Regions from separate parts of the Mus musculus genome. Here region 1 is linked to region 2. A link is a contact called in public Hi-C data. All regions are on one chromosome and are shown on one strand. The core of a region is the stretch at or near the end of the contact, and the rest is flanking DNA. Distances in the headings are between cores, read along the strand shown. Region 1 overlaps Mad1l1 (MAD1 mitotic arrest deficient 1-like 1). Region 2 holds the start of Elfn1 (leucine rich repeat and fibronectin type III, extracellular 1).

Region 1 (4,079 bases), core at 417-2,916, 100 kb after region 2:
CCTCCTGTCTCCACCTCACCTCATTCTGAGGCTATGTCTAGTGAAGGACACTGTGGTGCAGCTTAAGGCAGCTAACACATGGGCAGATCTGATTCCATACAAGATGCTCCTTAACCAGGCCCTGGAACTTGGCTATTCATTTGCTTTAAAGACAGGCACGGGGGTGGGGGTGGGGGTGGGGGTGGGGGTGGGGGTAGTGAGATGCCTCATGGACCCACATGGAGGACGGATAGAACTAACTCTGGCATATTTGTCCTCTGACCTCCATTTGTGCTCTGTAGTACATGTGCTGCACACACACACACACACACACACACACACACACACACACACACCCCTGCTGAAATGCAACAGCCCCGGGAGTTGCTGGCAGCTTGCTTCCCTGTCACCGAGGAGTCGGTGTTTCTGTTTCTCAAGAAGCCCTATGAGAACCTTCGAGATTTGTGTCTTTCAGATTCAACCATGAAACCCAGTGGCTGGACAGTTGTTGGGAAAAACCAAGCTGTACAACAAAGCAGTTATTAAAGACTCCTGTACAGAGTCTGACGAAACAAACCTGGGCGCTCTCGCCCATCCACGCAGAGGCATGCAGGTCTGCCCTTCAGGCTGGGAGGCTGGCTGGGAGCCAAGGGAGGGGCTTCTCCTTCCTCCACCGCCTGTCTCTTTGGGGGTTTACTAGTTTTTGCTTTAATGATAAGAAGAACGTATTCAAATGGTAGAGTTAACCAGAAAACAGTTATAAATATAGACTTTGCTGGGGCTCCTTGCTCCCACTTGTTGGTGTTCTCTCTCTCTCTCTCTCTCTCTCTCTCTCTCTCTCTCTCTCTCTCTCTCTGCAGCACATCCCTCTCTGGGCAGAAGTACTACTCAGATTGCAAACACGCATGTGCACAAGCTCATGCATGCAGAGCCGGTGCCCAAGTACACTAATGTATATACACACATATGCAGTTATGATTCATGTTTCCATATGCAAGCACATGCCTCATATGTGCATAGGGTGCATAACTTCTATGTGTAATGGTGCACCATGTGCATATGTGTATTATGCATGCTTGTGCTCTCAACTGGGAGCTCCTGGGCCTTTGAGTCTTCCTTTCCCGCCCGTGTGAGGATAAAGACAGCCTGTGCTTGACCTGGGATGCTGGGAGGCAGGAGGACCATCCATGTCTGACTCTGAAGCTAGACCCACAGGTGACTCTGGAGCAGGACTCCTTCATTCCTAACCTGCAGTCTGATGCCACTCAGCTGGAAAGGTGTGATCAGAGAAAGGCCAGTTTGGCATGGGAGAGAGCCAGCTATGAGCTGGATAGTTCAGCTAGGTGCAACCAGTCCCCGCTGCCGGGGACTCTAAGTAGGTCGATTCTGAGGCTGCCCTGGTTACCTTCACTCTGGCCTCTGAACAGCCTGGTGGTCCCTGGGACGGGTCAGGAGCTGGAGAGACACCCACAATTTGTACATCCCAGAGGGCCTTGCACCAGGCAATAAAGAGCTCAGCCGTGGGTGAATTTGTAGCTCCAGCTGAATGTGACAGGAGGGGGTGGAGGCTGCTGGGGGTGGGGGTGGGGTCCCCTGGTAGGGGAGCTGGAGGCCTGGACACAGCAAATCCTGTTACCTCCTGGCTGTGACGCTTGTCACCATGCCACTAATCCCTTAAAGTGAGTCATTAGCAGCTTAAGACTCATTTATCAGTGGGGGCCCAGTGAGGAGCTGTTGTAAGCCGGGGTGGGTGAGGGTGGAGGGGGTGGGGGTGGGGGTGCTGCCACAAGTAAAATTTTCTCTGGCCCAAGTCTGAGTGCTCCCGGCAGGCTGTCTCATTTCCATTCTCTTGCAGGCATGTGAAGGGGGTATGGTACACTCAGGTGCCTTGTCTCTCAGGACAATCCAGACATATCCCCCTCCTCTCCACCTCTGCTAAAGAAAACCTGTTAACCAGGACACTTGAATGTGGTACAGATGGCTGGGCCTGGTGGGGCCCCTTGCAGGGAGCTGGCAAGGGAGGGTTACCCACTGGACACAGAGACCTCCGGCAGGGGAGAGGCAGGGAAGGAACCAAGGCAGGGAGTGAGATACCCCGGCTCAGAGGGATGGGACTTGAGCACTCCCACCCCATCTGCCTCTCAGGCTGTGTGTATGAGCAGGCCTGCCGGCCGTCCAGGTAAGCACAGTACAGTGTGGTGAGGCCTGGACAGAGAGGTAGCTTGGAGCCTTGGACACAATCCGGGAAGGAAGATAAAGGTAGCACTTTATTTCATTAGTCTGAGACTGTGGACACAGGCTACAGTCTGGCCACTGAAGCCTAAGCAACCAGCGCATGGGACTGGAGGCTGGGGTACACCTTGGGACAGTACGTGGAGCGGCTCTAGAATGGGGTGGGGTGGGGAGGAGAGTAGTGGGGTATGATCTGGCTTGGTCATCCCCAGTAGCTTGCTCCTAGCCAGGGACAAGAGACAGTGGCTGCTTGAGCAGAGGCCACGGCTAGTGTTTGTGACATGATGCAGCTATGGGTGGCAAAGGGATCTGGGGATGATGTGGGCAACTGTAGACCAAGAGCTAGCTCAAGGTCTGGGGGCTGCATGTGAGAAGCTGCAGGTACAGGCTAGGCCGAGGTCCAGCGGCTGTAGTGAAGATGCTCATGGGAAGAGGCTAGATAGAGGTCTGGCGGCTGAACAGCTCTATGGTGAGCGCACTGAGGAAGGCAGGGATGCTGTCCTGCTGCAGCAAGTGCAGTTCAATGAGCTCAGGCACAGACCGTGAGAACTCTGTCTCCAGCAGCTGCATCTTGGAGCCCGAGGGTCCTGTGGCCTGCAGGAGGAGAGAAGAGAGTTGAGTCAGCGGTGGCTATTGGACAGGTGTCTGTCCTCACATGCTCCCCCCGTGGAAAGCTTGTTGCCTGCCACTAGAGTGGAGCCTGAGCTACAGGGGCCCTGGCTTGCTTCATGCACTCAGTAGGCTTGAGCTGCCCACTGAGGCAAAGTTCAAGGCAGAGGGAACTGAGATTCACAGCAGGGAGCCAGTCTTGCCTCAGGACTATCCCAACTACAACAGGCTACAGATTCCTGGGGACCTCCATTCCAGTACCTGGATCCTCAGCTGTTTCTTGCCTGACCTGGTGAGGTGAAGCAAGCCCAGAGCATCTTCCAGGCTGAAGCCAGGATGCTGGGCATTGAGATGGAGGTTTAGCCCTGACGGTGAACTCTGGAGCTCTAACTGATTCTTGCCCTGTTTGATTGATTGACAATTTAAATTTTTTTTAGATATTTTCTTTATTTACATTTCAAATGTTATCCCCCTTCCTAGTTTCCCCTCCAAAAACCCCTTATCCCTTCCCCCCTCTGCCTGCTCACCAACCCACCCACTCCCTCTTCCTGGCCCTGGCATTCCCCTATACTGGGGCATAGAACCTTCACAGGACCAAGGGCCTCTCCTCCCATTGATGACCAACTAGGCCATTCTCTGCTACAAATGCAGCTAGAGCCATGAGTCCCACCATCTTGCCCTGTTTTCTTATGTCATGTGTAACTGAAGGGAGGACACAATGGCTCTGCGATCGATAGCTGTGAAGGGGAGGTGGGTTTGCAGCTTACAGCCAGGGTCACAGCTGCAGTGTACAGAGCGCAGTTTCCCTGGGTTTGCCCAGGTTACAGGCTGTCTGGGCAGGCTACCCTTCACTATGCAGGCTGGGCTGGGAGAAGCAGACAGAGCCCCTGGGCCTTCCCGTCATCCTTCCTTTCCCAACGCTCACTTATCCTGGGGCCTCCCCTGCCAATTTGCCCAGCCATACCTTAGTGGCCCAAAATATAGAAGGACCACTTGGGTAGAAGAGAAAAGCCCCTTCTGGCAAGGCCAGGCAAGAAGTCACAACTCCACATAGGACCACTCGCAAACCTTGGGTCTGAGTGGGGTAGCCCTCCCCACTTAAGACTCAGAAAGACAGAGGGCCCAATTAGGAGCAGAGCAGATTAGCTGGTTCTCCAAAGAAGAAGCATGGGGGTCTGACAGAAGGAAGTGGGTCTCTGGGGTTGTAAACCAGGCCAGAGCCCATCAGAAGAGCCGTCTGAGGAAAGGCAGGCATGGGA
Region 2 (3,954 bases), core at 41-2,540:
GGTGGGCTAAGGGGTGAATTATGGGGTGTGCCCGTTAGGTGTGAACCTGCTCTGCAAACGTGTGGGTGCAACATACATAGTGTCCACCCTGGGTCATGTACACATGCCTGCTAGTGACATGGCTCAGGAGAATGGGAGAGGAAGGGAGGAATGGGGGCGGGGCGGGAGATGAGAGAACCAGGAGAAAGCTCTGGCCTCATCCCCGTGGCTCTGGCCAGGGGTTAGCTTGTGGCCTTCCCAGCTTGAGGGGTGCCTGGCTTGTTTTTTGTTTTTTGTTTTTTTGAAGGGCCCGGCAAAAGCTACCCTAAAAGCAGGCTTTGGAGCCTTCAGTCCCGGCTGGATTCTCTTGAGGTCTGAGCAAGGGTAGACCCACAGCTCTGTCCTTGACCACCATGCTCTGTGTCTAAGAATCCACCGGAAAGACGATAGAGCCTCCTCTACCCTCAGTCCCTAACTGGAATCTCACTCCTCAGGGTTCCAAAGGAAAAATGGGGCTGGGGAAAGCCTAGGATCGGCCAAGTGTGGGCTGCCTGCCGGTGCTGCAGGCTGGATCTAGTCGAGTCGCAGGACAGGCCACAGGACCCGAGCTCGGGAAGCTCCTGGTCCTCTGGCCGCGCTACTCCAAGGTTCAGGCTATTCCCATGCTGGTCCCTGGTGGTCTGGCAACCCAAGGGACAAGTCCCCGCCCCCAGCCTCTCCTCGCCCCTTACTATGTATACTTGGCTGCACTCTGCGGCTCCAGTCCCCTTCGTTGGCATTGTGTCCCGAAGCCTGGCTCTTGAGAGTGCTCCAGCTCGGAGGAGGCGTCCAAAAAGGGTTGCACCCACTCTGCCCAAAGGGGGGTCCTTCAGCTCCGCAAGCGCACGGAGGCTCGAAAGCTGTGCGCAAGGCCTTAGCCCGGCGAGGGCGCTCTTGAACTTGATTTTGATTTTCAACCCAAGGCCAAAGCTACCGCCTGGGGAAGGGGCGCGGTAGGGAATGGGATACCAGCGGGCTCAGTCAGTGTTCCTGGAACCATGGGGGTGGGGGGTGGGGGTGGGTGGGAGGGTGGACAGCCCCAGAGGGATGACTTGGATCCCCGGAAAGCACACATTAACTCCCCCCCCCCACACACACAGAGGCTAGTGGGAGGGGAATCCACTACTCGGAACCTTCCGGGAATGGGAAGGTGCCAGGCTGATCTCACGCCTCCCGGCCTCTCAGCCCAAGGGGGTGGTGACATACAATGCAGAGAGGAGGGACTGTGAAGGGGGTCGGTGACCTTAGGAGAGAGCAAGTCCCTGGTGGGAAGAGAGAATGTTGCATCTCGGAGGGCCTGACAACCTTGTACCATCTCTGATTCTCCCCTCCCCGCCGCCCGCCCCGTGAAACAATCGTCCCTGCGGGTGGAGCTGTGACACGCGCGCTTACATAGGGTCTGACTTCGGGGTCAACTTCTACATGGCTTCCTGCGGGTGCGTGTGTGTGCACAGGCGTGACTGTACGCGCGTGCACATCTCTGCCTCTCGTACCCACCTCCCATCGCCACGAAGGGTCCCAACCCCATGACACTCGGGGACTTGGGCTCCACGGCTCTTAGCTCAGTGGCCTGGGACGCGGGCAGGGGACGCAGGCAAAGCCAGGAAAAGGAGGCGAGGCTGTGTTGCGGCGTCCTGAGATGTCCCCCCGGCTCCAGCCAACTTCCCCTCAGGGAGCCTTGATCCCCTCCCGGGGCAACCTATGGACGTGCAGCGGCCCCCGCCCCTGCTCCGGTCCCCTCCCCGCGCGGCTCCCACGTCCGACCTGCCTCGCGCTCACAAAATGAACCACCGCCTCGCGTCGCCGCGGCCGCTGCCGCCGCGCCCGCTCCCGAGCTCGAGAGCCGGAGCCGCCCGGCCCCTTCGGCGTCGCCGGCGCCGCGGCCGCCCCGCCTGCCCGGCCGGTCCGGGGCTGCTCCGATCGCGCGGTCCCCGGCTCTTGACGCAGTGAGCGCCGCAGCCCGGCTCCCGCAGGCTCCTCTCCGCTCCCGGCGAGAGGCCGATCCTCAAGCCCGGCGGGCTCCGGGAGGGGCGGGCAACGCGGGAGGGGGAGGAGGTCTGTCTGGAGCCAGCAAGAACCCCGAGGAGGAAGAGGAGGAGGAAGCAGGGGCAGCCGCCGCCGCCGCCGCCACCGCCACCGCGGCGCTCCGGGGACTTCGGCGCGCGTGCTCTGCTAGCCGGTGATCGAGCCTTCAACCCTGGGGGCCACAACCCCGTTCAGGTAGGAAGGGGTGTGCAGCGAGTGGTGGTCCCCTCTGCCGCAGACGTGGGGTCCACAGGTCCCCGCCCCTGGAGGGGGAGGGGCAGGAAGGATACGCTCTCGCCGGCTTCCCGGGTGGCGCGGGAGTCCCCAACGGCTCCCGCAGCCCTGGTTGCCCCTATCGCCTCAGTCCCCCTCGCCGTGTCCTGGCCGTCCGCACCTGGACCGAGTCCCCTCTTCACCCGGGGGGTTTCAGATGCAGCGCGTTTAGTCTGAGGCTCCAGGGCGCCCTCCACTCAGCCGCCTTCCCAAAACCCGAAGTTCTCGATCGCCGATCTCTGGCTGGACAAACTTCCCTCCCGACTCCGCCGATCGGAGCGCCTGGGCTTGGGTCCCCTGCCCCCACCTCGGATTAGGAAGCACCACCGAGGACCCGAAACTTTGCTGAGCGTGCTGCCTAGGCCGTGGTGGGGTCGGTCTGCTGTAGGGTGCATGGGACGGCCTTAGTGCCCCAAGTTGGCCCAGAAGCTGCCCCCCCCCAGTCCGAATACCTCCACTCGTAGTTCAAAGAGGAGAAAAAGTGGGTGGTGGGACCTCGCCTTCGTTCTGCACACTGGTCTCCAGGCGCTGGAGCCGTGGGGAGGGTAATGTAAGACCCGCACCCCCACCCCAGCCGGGTGCCGGGGCTCTGTCCAGCTCCCTGGAAGGAACTGGCTTCTAGTTATTAACAGGCGCCTTTGACAAGAGCCTGTAGGGACTGGGAAAACCACTGGCTGCGAGGTGCTTCCAGACCCCAGCCAGAGACTGACCCTCCTCAGTTTTCATGGGTCCCATTCCGTCGCCTGCCCTCCCCTTTTCTTCTACTCATTCCCCTCAGACTTTGAGGTGTCACCTCCCACTCCCCTAACTTTTTCTCTTCCCAGATAAGCCTGCTCTGAACTGTGACTACCTGGGGTCATGAGCCCAGGTCGATGTCTCAACATCCAAACATCCTTTCTGCACCCCCATCCCACCCCCATACACACAAGGGGATGGGAGTGAAATCTCCCGGGCCAGCCTGCTAGGCATGAACGGGATCATCCCCAGCCAGTTTCGAGTCCTTGCGACCCATCGCCCACGCATGACACATTCACCAGCAGCTGCCTAGGGGCTGTGGTGAGCAGACAAGCTCTCTCTATGGAGAGCTTGCGAAGATCCCAGAAGGGTTTGGAGGTGAAGTGCTCTGTTCCCTGTGAGGGAAGAAGCCAGTGTCTTCTTGCCCCACCCCCCAGTGTCTCCTTCCTACACCCTGAGGTATCTGGAGGATTCCGTGCCCTCTCTCCACCTCACCCCAAGGCTCAGGTCAGAGTCTGAGTGGTCACTAGTATTTGGGGAACAGGGGGAGTTGGGCACTTCTTCCTGTCTGGGATAGAAGGTTGCAGAAGCCACTCTCCGAACAGCTGGGAGAATCTTTGTCCCAAGGGTGCTGGGGCCCCGCCCCCTTCGGGTTCTTTGCTTCCGAGCCCGCTTCAGCAACCTCAGAGTGTGGAGAGCTGAGGTGGCGCATCTTTTCCGCTTCTCTGGGTCTGGGGAGAGCAGGGGGCGTGGAACACAGTGATGGGTCCCTGACAGATGTCCTCGCGTGGCGGCGCCGGCGTCTCTGTGATAGAATTAATGGCTTACAAGCAAACGGCCCGATCTGTCCGGCTCGGGGGAGGGGCGGCCCCAAGGGACTCCCGGATTTTGGTTACAACCAGC

What was found. Hi-C and Micro-C count contacts between places; a contact is called where the count stands out from the background.
Region 1: a Hi-C map of rod photoreceptor shows a contact between it and region 2, with 1.7 times the contacts expected there. The contact joins the enhancer-like site here to the promoter of Elfn1 in region 2. A contact is called at or near these places in 7 of 39 promoter capture datasets (3T3-L1-derived adipocytes, the HPC-7 cell line, embryonic stem cells and 3 more), 3 of 484 Hi-C or Micro-C datasets (the N1E-115 cell line, nephron progenitors and rod photoreceptor), 5 of 115 datasets of contacts at active chromatin or transcription factors (embryonic hindbrain, embryonic midbrain, embryonic stem cells and 1 more) and 1 of 9 other capture datasets (pancreatic islet).

The regions. Positions count from the first base shown.
Region 1 is chr5:140,006,470-140,010,548 of GRCm38.p6, forward strand. Mad1l1 (MAD1 mitotic arrest deficient 1-like 1) reads right to left here. Exons shown (of 18, transcript NM_010752.3): 18 at 2,220-2,805. The coding sequence ends at 2,647. Among named protein-coding and RNA genes, the nearest start is that of Gm30492, 87 kb to the right of the region's middle. Within about 2 kb of position 1,667, at least 13 of the 459 cell types and tissues checked have an H3K27ac peak or open chromatin away from gene starts, as enhancers often do. A contact at or near this core is called in the N1E-115 cell line and rod photoreceptor, where this site is marked.
Region 2 is chr5:139,906,576-139,910,529 of GRCm38.p6, forward strand. Elfn1 (leucine rich repeat and fibronectin type III, extracellular 1) reads left to right here and starts at 1,291. Exons shown (of 2, transcript NM_001384186.1): 1 at 1,291-2,238.